Linked DNA regions of Drosophila melanogaster: region 1 is linked to region 2. Evidence: chromatin contacts called from public Hi-C data. All regions are on one chromosome and are shown on one strand. The core of a region is the stretch at or near the end of the contact, and the rest is flanking DNA. Distances in the headings are between cores, read along the strand shown. Region 1 holds the start of Arp2 (Actin-related protein 2). Region 2 holds the start of CG42353.

Region 1 (3,755 bases), core at 65-2,564, 450 kb after region 2:
ATAAATAATTATTTTTAATCATTTTGTTTAAGACCAGCTATATCATTTTTCCCGGTGCAGCATTTCCTTGCGTTTTTACTGCTGTGACTTATCGAATTCGGACCGTTATCACAAAACAAAAATTTTTGAATTAGTTTTGATTATTTGGTTTAGGACCAGCTAAATCATTTTTCTCGGTGCAGCATTTGCTTGCGCTTTTACTGTTGTGGTTTATCGGACGCTTATCGAAATCGGACCGTTATCACAATACAAAAATTCTGGGCCTGCGATAAGAACTGATTGTCGGAAATTTTATGGAAGTGTTGGTGTGTGCCAGTGTCGCTCTTTCGACAAATATGTAGGTGTGGGAGATACTGAGTAACGCTGGAATCGTGAGTAATCCACTGATTAGTCAAGCGGAGAGCAAGAAGAAGAGTGGGGAAGCGGAATATAAAGGAGAGGAAGAGGCAATCGCGTAATTGCAACTGCTGCAACTGCTTGACTAACCGCGACGTCAACGCCCGCTGGCCAGCAAGCAGTGAAATAAGCAGCAGCAGCAGAAGCGCTGCTTAGTCCACAAGAAGAAGAAAACGAAAGAAGCGCAGCCAACAACACTCGAAATGTGTGTCACACACCAGTCGTTGGTGATGGTGTGGGTGTGTGCGCTCTGTTTTCACCGCTTGTGGGTGATGTGGGCGGTGCGGGTGGTGACTTTCCCGTTATCTTACCCCAGTGCCGTTATCACAGACGATAACATTTCGACCCTTGCTGTCCATGCTTGAAGGACTCAAAACCGGATCTCTGGAAAACCACTGCTTCTGCTACTCCCGTTGCTTCTGCCTCTGCTGTGGCAACTGCCTTTCCACTTCCACTGATGACGCGACCAGGTTGCCTTTTTGGGTGTTGGTTGTGATTCGGTTTGAAATCACAGCTCGCAGCGCCTCTGCTCGATAAAACCAAACAAAATATTGCACATCAATCGCCTTTCCTGTTGACTTCCTGGGCCGTTTGTTGAGCACTACTGTTAATTGATTCCTTTTCGGCTTTTTTTGTATTTGGACCGCCGGAGAGCGATTGTACTTAATCATACACTTTCCTCTTCCACTCGCACACTCTCACAACACGCGGGCGGGAACCTTGCTCTCTTCGCCACTCTATCGCTTACGTTTATCGCCGCTTCGTTTGGCGGTTATTGGGAATTGAACTCTTAATTTAGACTCGCAATTAAATTTAGGCCGAAACAGTTTGCCGCTATCGACTATTTATACTTATAATTTAGTTATACTGCTGTACAAAAACTCCCTCGTTACTCCCCAGAGTTGAATAAAAATAGATGCATATTCGATACTATCGGCGTTGGACTGAAGCGTACAAAACACCGAAAATAAATACCAGAACCGTTTAGATACTAGATCCAATTATATTTTTTTATTATTTTACAAATTTGTTAATTAAGTTTACTAGTCTGTGTGCCACTTTTAACAATTTAAAAAAGATTAAAAAATACAAGTTTATTAGTAATATATGTTACTTGCACAGGATTTACACAAAACAATTTCAATTCAATTAAGACTTTATTAATTAAATTATTGGATTAAAGATTTGGCAATTTAACAACTAATCACATCTATTTGAAAAACCAATTCGGCAATTGCTGAAATTTCAAAATACTCACATTGATTTCTGGTATTTTTCGTTTGCGCTCTTGCCTCTCGTTCACTCTCATACTTGGAAAAATATTCTTGAATTAAGACTTAAAACAGGTTCAAAATTTGGCGCCATCATTGAATACATGCATGTATTTAAAGAATTGTAATTTAAGCAATTAAGAAGAAAAATGATAACTTGACAATACTGCTCCCAAGGATAAAAAGTTAAGTGATCGAACGCCATAAAATGGAAAGTTTGTTGCTGATTTATTTTATTCCGTTTATATAGTATGTATATGTATGTATAATTTAATAATATAATAAACGTTACTCATTTGTTATCTTTATAATTGCTTTAAGAGGCGAAATGTCTTATATATGTATGTATATACCATGCAGCCGTCTCGTTCCCGCATTTTTTGATTCTGCTTTTGTCTGGGTATTATGTGTTATATTGAACGTTTTAATGCTTTTTAAATAGTTCCCATAAGTATGTTGGCATGGTCTTGACGTACATATTATCAAAATCTACTCATCTCCTCCTCAGCCGTTCTATTCAATTATTTACTTTTACTATGTGCCAGGAAGTTTTGCCTATGCCTCATGCAATAGTTATGTACTTTCTTTATCGAGGGAACTAAGCAAATGTATTGTTAGTCATACATAGTGTAGAATTATTAATACTTCTTAGCTTTATTATTTACCATGGCTCTTGATACACTCGGAATGCAAATCGCCCTAAGAGAATCCAAAATTTACAATTAATTTATTTCAGAAAATTATCTGAATATTGCCTACGTTTAATGGCTTAAAATGTATAGTTCTTTGATAATTAAACTATATTAAAAAAAAAAAATTAAAACTTAATTGTTGACCTATGCGTATTTTGGTATTAACAATTGAAATAAATATTTGTTGTTTTTCAAAAATTATACCTGAAATGTTGTCCATCAATAGAAACATTTGTTTATAGCCTAACAATATGGAATTTAGTTTTCAATTTCATTATTTTAAATCCGTAAAAACCCATACTTGTTGAAAATATTTGCGGCGATTTTCGAACATAAATGCCGATTGATTTTCTGAGTGTATACAATCATTCTATGGAATTGGTGTTCTTGGCGTTCAATACTCGAGACTATTGCAATTAAATGTGATTTGGGGGAACTCCCATTTCACTCGACTAACTAACTAAGTATGCATTTGCGGTGTAACAACATTAACAATTTTAACCACATATAGAACAGAAACTCTGAAACTTAAACGGCCCAACAGCTTTCATCAACTTTCAATAATTATATAGTTGTGGTGGAGGATTAACAAAAAAAAAAAACGCTATATATATATCTATATAAATATGGTGTATCTCTCAATTAGTTGAGTAAGTTGTTTCCATTTCTCCATCTTTTTTTTTTTTATAAAAGCTAAGAGGGAAACTCTGCGACTGCCGCCTCATCCTTGATTTGTTTCTTTTAGCTACGATTTAATTAATCTTGGTATTGTTACGATACGTGCATAGATCACTAAAACTAACTGTTTTCCAATGCCAACTCGGTATATAATATATATATATATCTGTATAAATATTTAGATTAGAGTTCAATGCAATTATTGGTGGTTGAAGAGTCGAAGCAAAAGTACAGCGTTAATATTCTTGGTTCGTGGATAATATGATCTCGATGAAGGCATTTCTTGCGTGAGTATGTATGTGGTATATCTTATAGCTTTTGATTTCGCATTGATAGTGGTTGTGATTAGTGATAAAGGAGAAGCTGATATCATCGGTTTTTGGGAAGAGGTGTAGGCGCAAATTGAGAACTTGATTGCCATCATTATCATTGAATTGATCTGAAACGCCGAAACTCATCCGTTTCTCATGTGTGTGCCATGCCTTATACTTACTTAAATACATCTCATTCGCTTAATCTCATTGCAATTAGCTCATACTAAGTCAAGGAAAATAAGTTTTGTGTTTGTGTGTGTGTGTGTGCTAGCGCTCTTTCTCTCTCAACAAAAATCGATTCGCTAAATTAGTTAATTAATTAATCGTTTAGTTCAATTTACACGCAGAAATATATTATACGTTATTAGGTTTACACAGTAATTTAATAGTTAAATATTTGATTT
Region 2 (3,556 bases), core at 950-3,449:
TCCGAAGGTTGAGGCATACTAAAATGCACATTCGATCGGTGTTTTGTTAAAGTAAAGCCTGTTAGTACATACGTTGTTCCCCGGGCAGCTGCTTCGCATCGATCGCTTTTTTATTATTATTATTTTTTTTTCGCCTTCAGCTTGCAAAAGATTAAGCCCTCTGATAAGATAGCACCCATTATCTAAGCAAACACACCAATACACGCGCAAGTGTACTCGCCACAGTACTCGCTTATAATAATTTGAATTCTAATCAGAACGGTAGAGGGGGATGGAGAGACTCCAATCAGAGACCTTCCCAGTCAGACTGTTCGAAAAAAAAAATTACAATTTTCCACGTTGTTAATTTATGCCAAATACACACGTACATACAAACGTTAGTGTAAGTTTTTGCATAGAATTTAGCAATGGAATGACCGCGAAATTGATATGTTATTATTGTGTTTAAATTGTTGTATAAGTTTCTAGGTTTACCATAAATGGTGCTTCATAATTATTTTATTCAGTTGGCTTTTTTTTCCCCCCCGAAAGCAGGACTATTCAGTATCTAGAGTCAAGAAGCCATTTAAAGAAACCACGTCAAAGCCAAAATATTTAACACATCTGCATTGGGTTTCGAACTTGCGAAATTTGGATGCGCTGGCGCTAACAAGATTATTTTGTATGAAAAACTGCACCCACTTAATACATATGTAGATATGTATGAATGTATGTATGTACATATGTCTTGAGAGCGAAATAACCCCTTGAACAAATCACACGAAAAGTTAACGAAATCGTACACTGCGTAGGTTATGAAAAATGTTAATAAATGGTTGTATTTAATAAAAAAAAAACATGTGAAAACAAGCAAACATTTTACTGAAAAATATGACTATTTTGAAATATTGTATCCCAAAGAGCCCAACCCTCCTCAAATCTTATAAATTCGAATGTGTGTGTGTGTGTGTGCTGTTGTGTGTTTTTTTAGTGTACCTTTACGGTCCATAGCATGGATCGATTTATGGCATAAATTTACCCTTACCACCACGGAATTGGGAATTGCATCCCTAATTCCGCATGGAGTCTCGTTCCAAATAGATTTTGGATTTTGTGTTCCCAAAATGAATCAGTGTCCGTTCCGATTTGGGAAGAGCCCGTATTGAAGGCAACTGTGAAAGACATTAAACTGCAGCCGCTGCTCTCATTTGCTTTTGCTTTTTTTTTTCTGATTGGACCTAGGTTTTCTTGCTTTTTCTGCCTTTTTGCTTTCGTCATTGTTATGGTTATTTGCTGTTGCTATTGCCGTTGCGCACAGTTGGGTTAATATTTCGAAAATAAGCCATAATTGTGTGTCTCAGCCACCATTTTGTGGTTTTAGTTGAGTTTGAGTTTGTGCTTGCTTTGGTTATTTCCTTCATTTTTTTTTGTTATTTTTTACATATATTTCTTTTTTACGTTTAATGCTTAGTGCGCCTCGTTTTTTCCGTTGGTTTGGCAGCTAGACGGCCAAAGTGTGAGTTCGGATTGGAGTTCATTCACCGCGCAGTAACTGACGGATGCCAATAAGAATATCCCAGATCCCAGTTGGTCTTGAAGAAAACCCCCAACGTTATTTCGTTTTTTTTTTTTCACAAACTCTTGCTTTAACCCGCACTCACTCACGAATACAACAAAAACAAAAACAACAACAACAACAACAACAAAAAGATACAAAATCATACAGATACACACACTCGCACTAACGTTCGTTCACACACACAACCACTATAAACAATCGGCGGTGGTTGAGATCCCCAAAAACCCCTCCCCCACCGAACCAACGAACCACCACTGTTTTTATGTTTCTCTGTTTTGAGTATTATTAATTTCGCCGTACATCGGTGGTACAATGTGTGTTACAAAGCCAAAAAGCCCGAAAAAAAAATAAATGAAAAACAGTCGAATATTTTGTCGTACTTGATGGTAAAGTAAATATAACACACAGATGCAAAGGCGGTTAGACATACAGGGCCAATATACAGATACTATCCGTATATACGGTGTGATTGTATTTGACTTTATTTAACGACAATTACCTAAACAAACGTGAACAATAGAATAGCGGCGGTACGACGACGCGCACTTAACAACAAAAAGTACTCCGGCGTTCGGGAACGGGAAAACCAAACAAAAAAATAACACGTCCGCTCACCACAAGATTTCAAAGTTGACTGCGACAGCAACGATTTTTTTTGCGGCAAATGGAATCCACAATACGATCCACTTTTAATAACATAGGCTTCTCTTAAAGCGTTGTATTTGTATTCATTGTATCTGCAGCGCTACCGGACTGGCGAGATTTCGTTCTGGCTTAAGTTAAGATTTCCGGCTGACCTGGCCTACACCGAAAGAAACGGGTGAAATTGGCATATATCTTATCATATTAATTGAATCAGAAGATTGTTTTAATTTCGTATATTCTTATGGCTAAAGAAATGTTTTTAAATTAAATGTTTATAACGTAGGATGTATAAATAACAATTTGTTCTTAACAAGCCACTGCAATGGTCCTTGTCGACGAACCAAAAATATACTTGCCAACTTTCAAATAATGGGTATACAAAATTATACAGGAGATTTCTTAACGTGTTGCTTATTTTGGTTCTATTTTTTCAAGTAAGGATATTTTAAGGCGTTGCCACAAGTTCGACCTATGATGTTGCCAGCAGCATGGAATAAGAATGCTGAGAATTCAAATTATGAAATTTATTAAAAGTAAGAAATGAAATTATTTGGCTCTTAAAAAAATAAATTTAAAAGAATGTTTAGTATGTGCTGAATGGAAATAATGGTAATTTAACAAAATATACTGAAAACACGTCAATTTAAAAAATATCACACCTTAAAATCGTTAGCCTTAATATCGGTTTTTTTTGCCATGTGCCTTAAAATAAATTTAGATAACATTTTTTTGTAAAATGTTACATATTCAATTAAGCGTTTCGAACCCATTTGGAACCACTTCTTTTAAGGCTACATGAGACTTTCTACAAATATTGTATTTCCGCAATGTAGGTTTGTTACGGCTAAAACTTATTGTTTAAGCAAAATCAGTGGATATGGCAACGCTCGTAAGAAATTATAGAAATATGTGAAGCGCCATCCAGCGGATAGTGCAAGTTCTGCAAAAGCGCGCGTAGTAGCTATTTTTGGAGACTAAACTACCGCCATCTGTTGGTGTTTATTCAAAACAGACGTAAAAAAGTATGTTACACAAAATAAATTTTTTGTGTAGTTACTATATTTTTAGGGTTGACTAGCGTTGTGCTATTTTTCAGTAATAACAATAAAATAAATAGTGATCGCTAGATAAAGCTAGGGCTAATCAAACTGAAAAACGAAATAAAATTGATTATGTTTATCTGTAGTTTATGCAGACAAATAAGTAAACTAACTACACTATTTCACAATTTGCCTTACAAGTAAAAAATGAAACCAGCAAAATTTACTTGAAATCGGCATAACTAATCGCAATTGTTTGGTTAGTTGTTAGTTGGCTTATGAATTAAGTTTTGAGTTCTTAAAAAATCATTTA

What was found. Hi-C and Micro-C count contacts between places; a contact is called where the count stands out from the background.
Region 1: a contact with region 2 is called in a Hi-C map of the Kc167 cell line, with 1.8 times the contacts expected there. The contact joins the promoter of Arp2 here to the promoter of CG42353 in region 2. A contact is called at or near these places in 3 of 107 Hi-C or Micro-C datasets (the Kc167 cell line, embryo and wing imaginal disc).

The regions. Positions count from the first base shown.
Region 1 is chrX:16,552,637-16,556,391 of dm6, forward strand. Arp2 (Actin-related protein 2) reads right to left here and starts at 1,315. Exons shown (of 7, transcript NM_001103531.2): 1 at 1,145-1,315; 2 at 708-922. The coding sequence starts at 755. Pp2B-14D (Protein phosphatase 2B at 14D) reads right to left here. Exons shown (of 1, transcript NM_001258786.3): 1 at 1,991-3,755.
Region 2 is chrX:16,102,747-16,106,302 of dm6, forward strand. CG42353 reads right to left here and starts at 2,200. Exons shown (of 5, transcript NM_167485.4): 1 at 2,058-2,200. It overlaps CG42354, which reads right to left and starts at 2,200. Exons shown (of 6, transcript NM_001144730.3): 1 at 2,058-2,200; 2 at 73-307.